2 separate regions of the Zea mays genome follow, and region 1 is linked to region 2. A link is a contact called in public Hi-C data. All regions are on one chromosome and are shown on one strand. Each heading gives the region's core, a stretch centred on a gene start, on an enhancer-like site or on the middle of the called end of the contact. The rest is flanking DNA. Distances are from core to core; before and after follow the strand shown.

Region 1 (2,800 bases), core at 253-2,752, 250 kb before region 2:
TGTGCTTCATTGCCGCTGTGTATGGGTGGGGCAGGGTTCGGGGGTTTTCTCGACCTGTGCGAGAGAGAATGTCTTCTTCTTAATACAACACTTGGGGGCTATCTTACCCCTGTAGCCTGTAGGTCGAGTTTTTTAGTTAATCATGTTCCGGTTTCTAAGAGAAACTACTTATTAATACATCTCAACATTTTTTGCAGGGTTATTGTGCTGGCCACTACTCCTGTCCTGATACTATCATTGAGTGTTATGTCTATGTCCACCCTGGTGAATATGGGACCGTTCGAAAGTGCCGTCCTCTTCCACTTCGCATTAACCATTTGCTTCTGGTCCTATGTCATTGGTTTGGGACCGATACCAAACATTCTCTGCTCCGAGATATTCCCAACCAAGGCCCGTGCGACATGTGCAAGTTTCTGTTCGCTTTCCTTCTGGTTTGGGGGCCTGCTTTCAGCGTACTGCTTCCCGGTGATGTTGAGCACCATCGGGCTTGGCGGAGCGTGTGGGATCTATGCACTTGTGTGCTGCGCTCCGCTTTTTCTCGTCTACTATCGAATACCAGAGACGAAGATGCTTAACCTGGAGCTCATTGCGGAGCTGTTCAAGCTTTCAAGGCAGGAGCATGTACAGTAGATTGTCCAGGAACCGAGGTAGCCCAGGCTGAGTGCCGATGGATGGTGATGTGTGTACATATGACAAATGTAACTTTGGATGCTGAATTTGTTTTTGCTAGTTAGGAGGATTGGTGATAGTGTACGAAGTGGTTTACTCTTTTGCTGTCCACAGGTTGCTGGCAGTGTTTGTAGTGTTTTGTCTTAGGGGGAATTCCTGTACTCCACTGTAATTGTAATGTACCCTATAACTTATTTGTCATCGCAAATATCCTAATGCAATTTCTTATCCTTCCATACCATTGCTAGTGGTATAGAAGGGACCAGGACATGCAGTTTTCTTATATTTTTTTATGCCGTCGCCGGTGGCATGGAAAGGTAAGAAATTGCATCCATCCGAGTGTCATTACGAGAGATTAGGACATTTGCGATTGGAAATAAAGTATTAGACAAAATTTGGCATATAGACAATTTTTCTTTGGTTTAGATGTACAGCAAGAAATTCTTCGGTACTCAATTCATTTATTAGAGAGAAGTATTACATATCAAGTTACGTAAGGTTCTTCGGAGGATGATTTTGTTTTCTTAAAAGGCTTACTGGTTGTGGGCTTGTGGTTATGAAGAAAAGCATATGTATGTATAATTTCTAAACGAAGGTAAACATATCCTATGCCTCATTTTCCGCATTTGATTTCTAGCATGTTATATTCGTGCAATGCAACAACGAACATGAAGCTGTTTCAGCTTTTACCAATTTAATCCTTGCTTATTTTGCACCCTGGCTATATTTAGCCAGGGACCATTTTACCTGCCAGGCCAGGGAGGGAGAAAGAGAGGTTTAGCTGTAGGACATCCTCTGTTGTAATTGTAATCCAGCCTTGGTCTCCCATTACATTCCTCCACACCTGTTCTGAAAGAAGCTGGAGCACCGTACCTCTGCTGCTTTGCATTGCATCGCATCGTCTTCTCCCGTTGGTCGCTTGCCGTCTCAGCTGCGGGGGCAGGGGCACCCTACCTATTTTTGGGCGCCAGCGCAACCACTGGAGGAGGCGTTAGACAGAAACCAGGGCGAAGCAGCGCCACGAAAGGCAGGATCCGTCCGAGAAGAGAGAGCTGGGAGAAAGCTAGAGGACAGGCTCTGACCACCACCACACCCGGTCATGGTCACCCTCCTCGCCTTCCGGCTCCCACCTCTTTTTTTCTTCTTCCTTGTCCTCCTCCCCCTCATTGCAGCCGCTGCCGACGATGGCAATATGCCGCAGGAAGGGGCGGAGGCGATGGCGGCGCTCTTAAATCTCAAGAAGTCGTTCGCGGACCCGACCGGTAGGCTGGAGGCGTGGTCGGCGGCGTCGCCGTTCGCGCCGTGCGACGCCGCGAGCCCCTGGCCCGGGGTGCAGTGCTACAAGGGCAGCCTCGTCGGCATCCGGCTCACGCACATGAACCTGTCCGGCACGTTCGACTTCGGCGCCGTCGCCAAGCTCCCGCGGCTGCACTCCGTCAACCTCAAGCACAATGCCCTCTCCGGCCCGCTGCCGCCGAGCCTCGGCACCCTGCGCGGCCTCCGCGCGCTGTACCTGTCCTCCAACAACTTCTCCGGGCCGATCCCCGCCGCCGTGTTCGCCAACATGCGGTGGCTCAAGAAGCTCTACCTGGACAACAACCGCATCACGGGCCCGCTGCCGGCCGACGCGATCGCCAGCGCGCCGCGCCTCATCGAGCTCCACCTCGACCACAACCAGATCGACGGGCCCGTCCCGTCCAAGCTGCCGGACTCGCTCAAGCGCTTCAACGTGTCCCACAACCGCCTCAGCGGCTCCATCCCGCCCAGCGTCGCCGTGCGCTACGACGCGTCCTCGTTCGCCGGGAACCCCGGGCTGTGCGGCTCGCAGGGCAGCGACGCCGCGGTGTGCGTGGCCGCCGGCCCGGCGCTCCCGCCGGCCATGCCGTCGCCCACGGAGGCGGACTACGCGGCCACGGAGGAGGAGACCAGCGTGTTCGTGGTCGTCGGCATCATCCTGCTCGTCATCCTGCTGGTCAGCGGTGCCATGGTGCTCATGCTGCGGCAGGACGAGAGGAACAGCGCCGCGCCGGCGTGGGACTACTACGCCGGCACGGCCGTCGGCGCCGGCGCCAGCGCCAGCAAGTCCGCGGCGCCGCGCGCCGGGGAGATGGTGGCCGTGGACGTGGCCGGC
Region 2 (2,700 bases), core at 87-2,586:
GGTGTGTACCGGGTTAAGGCGATGGCAGTGCCATATCCACTCACAATCAAGAGGAACAACCAATGGACCATCTACAACCACACCCTTAGTGTGCTTGTCAAGAAGCGGAAGCCAGCATGCTTTGTACCTAGAATATAGCAACAAAACAATGGGTATTATATCTCAGGACATGAATCAGATGGCATTTTTTTTCCTGAGCCTTTGTACAGTTGGTCCTAGCTCTGTGCTGAATTCTGCACCGAAAGCTGAAGTCCAGGCACCTCCACCCCTTACTTTCCAACTAGATATTTATTCTATATTGACTTCCATCAAGATCAAGATGGTTGCTCTACAGAATTAAAGAGGAACTTGCAATGGACAGTCGATGACCAACCATGAAGAAGCAAAGCATTAAAAAAGAAGTCCCTCGCTCAAAACAAAGAAACCTTTTGTTTGCTTGTTTGTTTGTTTTTCCCCCCGCAACCAATCATCCGTACCTGCGTATGGCCCGGTCGAGCAGCGGGCCCTCGTCGTAGAGCCACCGGCGGCGGTCCACCGCCGCGAGGAAGCGCAGCTGCCGCAGCGCCGCCGCGACAAGGTCCGCCCCGACGGGAACCCCCTCCTGCGCCGCCGCCCACCGCGCCGCCTGCTCCCCGTCCATCTCCTGTCGCCGCCTGCGGGACCGGTCACCACGAGGTCAGACGGCGGGGTGTGGCTTTTCGAGGGGCGCGCGCGACGCGATCAGGAGGCCGGCCGGACGGACGGACGGGTCCGGTCCTTTGATCCCTTCTTCTTGCTGCCACGGAAAGCCAGAGAGAAAAGAGAATCGACGACACGGTTTCTTGCTTGCTCGGGACCGTTTGACTTTGCTCGGGACCGCCCCTTTTTTTTACTTAAGGACTAGTTTAGAAACCTTTTATTTTATTAAAGAAAATTAGTTCATTTTTTTGAAAAAAAATAGAATTGTTAAGAAAATGGGTTCCCAAACTAGCTGTAAAAAGAAGATACTACGGATGAATCGAAGAGATGCAGCAGAGGACGCATGAAATAGTCGTATGAGAGAGAACAAACGCTAACGCCAGCCGATGAACCTGAACAGAGCGACGAGATGAAGAACCTGCGAGATGGCAACGCGCGCGAGAGAGAGCTCCACAGACAGAGACTGAGGTGGCTGTCACTTATGGCACCGCACTTGTGCCTGTGCTGCTACCACTCGAGCTCGAGCTCCCTGTTTATAAAGGCAGTCGGTGAACTGGGCAACCAATGAACTGTCGCTAGAGGATTTTTTAGCTGAAAACCCCTGTGCGTGCAAGCTACGTCGAGTCTGCCGTTTACAGAGCTGCCGTGCTCCGTGAAGCAAGCACATGGAAACGGCAGGTCTGCTCCTAATAACAAACCAGTCCTAACAAAATTGTCTGGACGCAATCGACATGAAGAGTCAGCTGGCGTGTGCATGCGCCCGTCATGTTATTAAAGAACGGCTGTGCTCGCCCGGCCGGCAGATGAAGTGCAGTACGGTCGTACAAGCGAGCGGCGGATGTCGTACAACAGCAGCAGACAACACCAACACATGAGAGTTGTCGTCTTTGTTACACATGACATGATGCTGATATATGTCCTGGGTTTTCATCTTCGCTTCACCAACCATTACAGCAACGACTGATGTCGAGTGGGGAGACGATGTTCGACGCGTGCTCAGCTCAGCTCATGGGTTCCATCAGTCGTCAGTCTCGCGTGCCTCCTCCCGACTGCAGCAGGAAGAAGACGGCGAGGCCGACGACGAGCCCCGACACGGCCAGCGCCAGCGTCGGCGCCGGAGTACCCACGCCCAAGTTCTGCACGCCACCCACAACAAACTCTTGTTATATGTTGTTACACACGCGTTCGTTCCTCGCTTCTGTCGATGTTACGTACGGTCCTACCTGAAGGAAGCCCTTGCCGGTGGCCACCTCGACGGCGATCGCGGAGGCGAAGCCGACCATGGCCGCGCGGCCCAGCCATGTGTCCGGCCCGCCGCCCTTCTTCGCGCTCTGCTCGCACCTGATGATGGACAGCGACCTGCTGCTGACGGCCCTGCAGGAGACGACGCGCCTCTTGCTGGGCGCCGCAGATGCTGCGTTTCGAGTTTCGACGACGGAACTCACTCACTCACAAGTGAATATAAGACATAGACAGAACGCCTGAACTGAATAAATTCTGCAGCTTAGATTCACATCCACGCTGCCGCGTACGTATACAACTACCGAGATGGATTCGAGCGCAGAGAGCCGAGCTGCCGATACGTACCGTGGCCGGACACGCGACCGAGCGACGGCGCCGCGGCGGCGGCCACCGGCGACGATGAGCGGAGGGCGGGGAAGGGCGCCATGAGACCGGACCGCTTGCGCGCCTCTCTTCCTCCTCGTCTGGTCTTGAACTGAACGAACCTTCGTCCTCGTCCTCGTGTTTGCGTTTTTTGTCTGCAAGGGTAGGAGCCTGCCAGTCGAAGCGAGTGGCCGACGGCTGGCCGACGTGGCCGTCTGGAGCTGCGAGACACCCTATCCATTCCAGCGCAGCGCAGCGCAGGACGGAAGGAGCCAGAGAGCTGGCCGCATGCACTGTCGGGCCGGGCTTGAAAGGGCCTCGTTAGGAAACCGACACTGCGCCCAAGGCCCTGTAGACAAGCCCAACTGACAATGCCCGACCGATTAAGGCCGAAGCTAGTTTCTCATGACTCATGAG

What was found. A called contact is a pair of places that touch in the nucleus more often than the background predicts.
Region 1: a contact with region 2 is called in a Hi-C map of leaf, with 6 times the contacts expected there. The contact joins the promoter of LOC100384085 here to the promoter of LOC100501535 in region 2. A contact is called at or near these places in 5 of 25 Hi-C or Micro-C datasets (ear, leaf, root tip and 1 more).

Annotation. Positions count from the first base shown.
Region 1 is chr4:6,255,824-6,258,623 of Zm-B73-REFERENCE-NAM-5.0, reverse strand. It overlaps LOC100384085, which reads left to right and starts at 1,502. Exons shown (of 2, transcript NM_001176682.2): 1 at 1,502-2,800. The coding sequence starts at 1,769. LOC100272411 (Monosaccharide-sensing protein 2) reads left to right here. Exons shown (of 6, transcript NM_001352924.1): 6 at 198-869. The coding sequence ends at 630.
Region 2 is chr4:6,007,554-6,010,253 of Zm-B73-REFERENCE-NAM-5.0, reverse strand. LOC100501535 reads right to left here and starts at 1,336. Exons shown (of 9, transcript NM_001368659.1): 1 at 1,097-1,336; 2 at 477-653; 3 at 10-127. The coding sequence starts at 640. LOC100275364 reads right to left here and starts at 2,522. Exons shown (of 3, transcript NM_001149393.2): 1 at 2,266-2,522; 2 at 1,902-2,092; 3 at 1,505-1,814. The coding sequence starts at 2,347. The coding sequence ends at 1,704.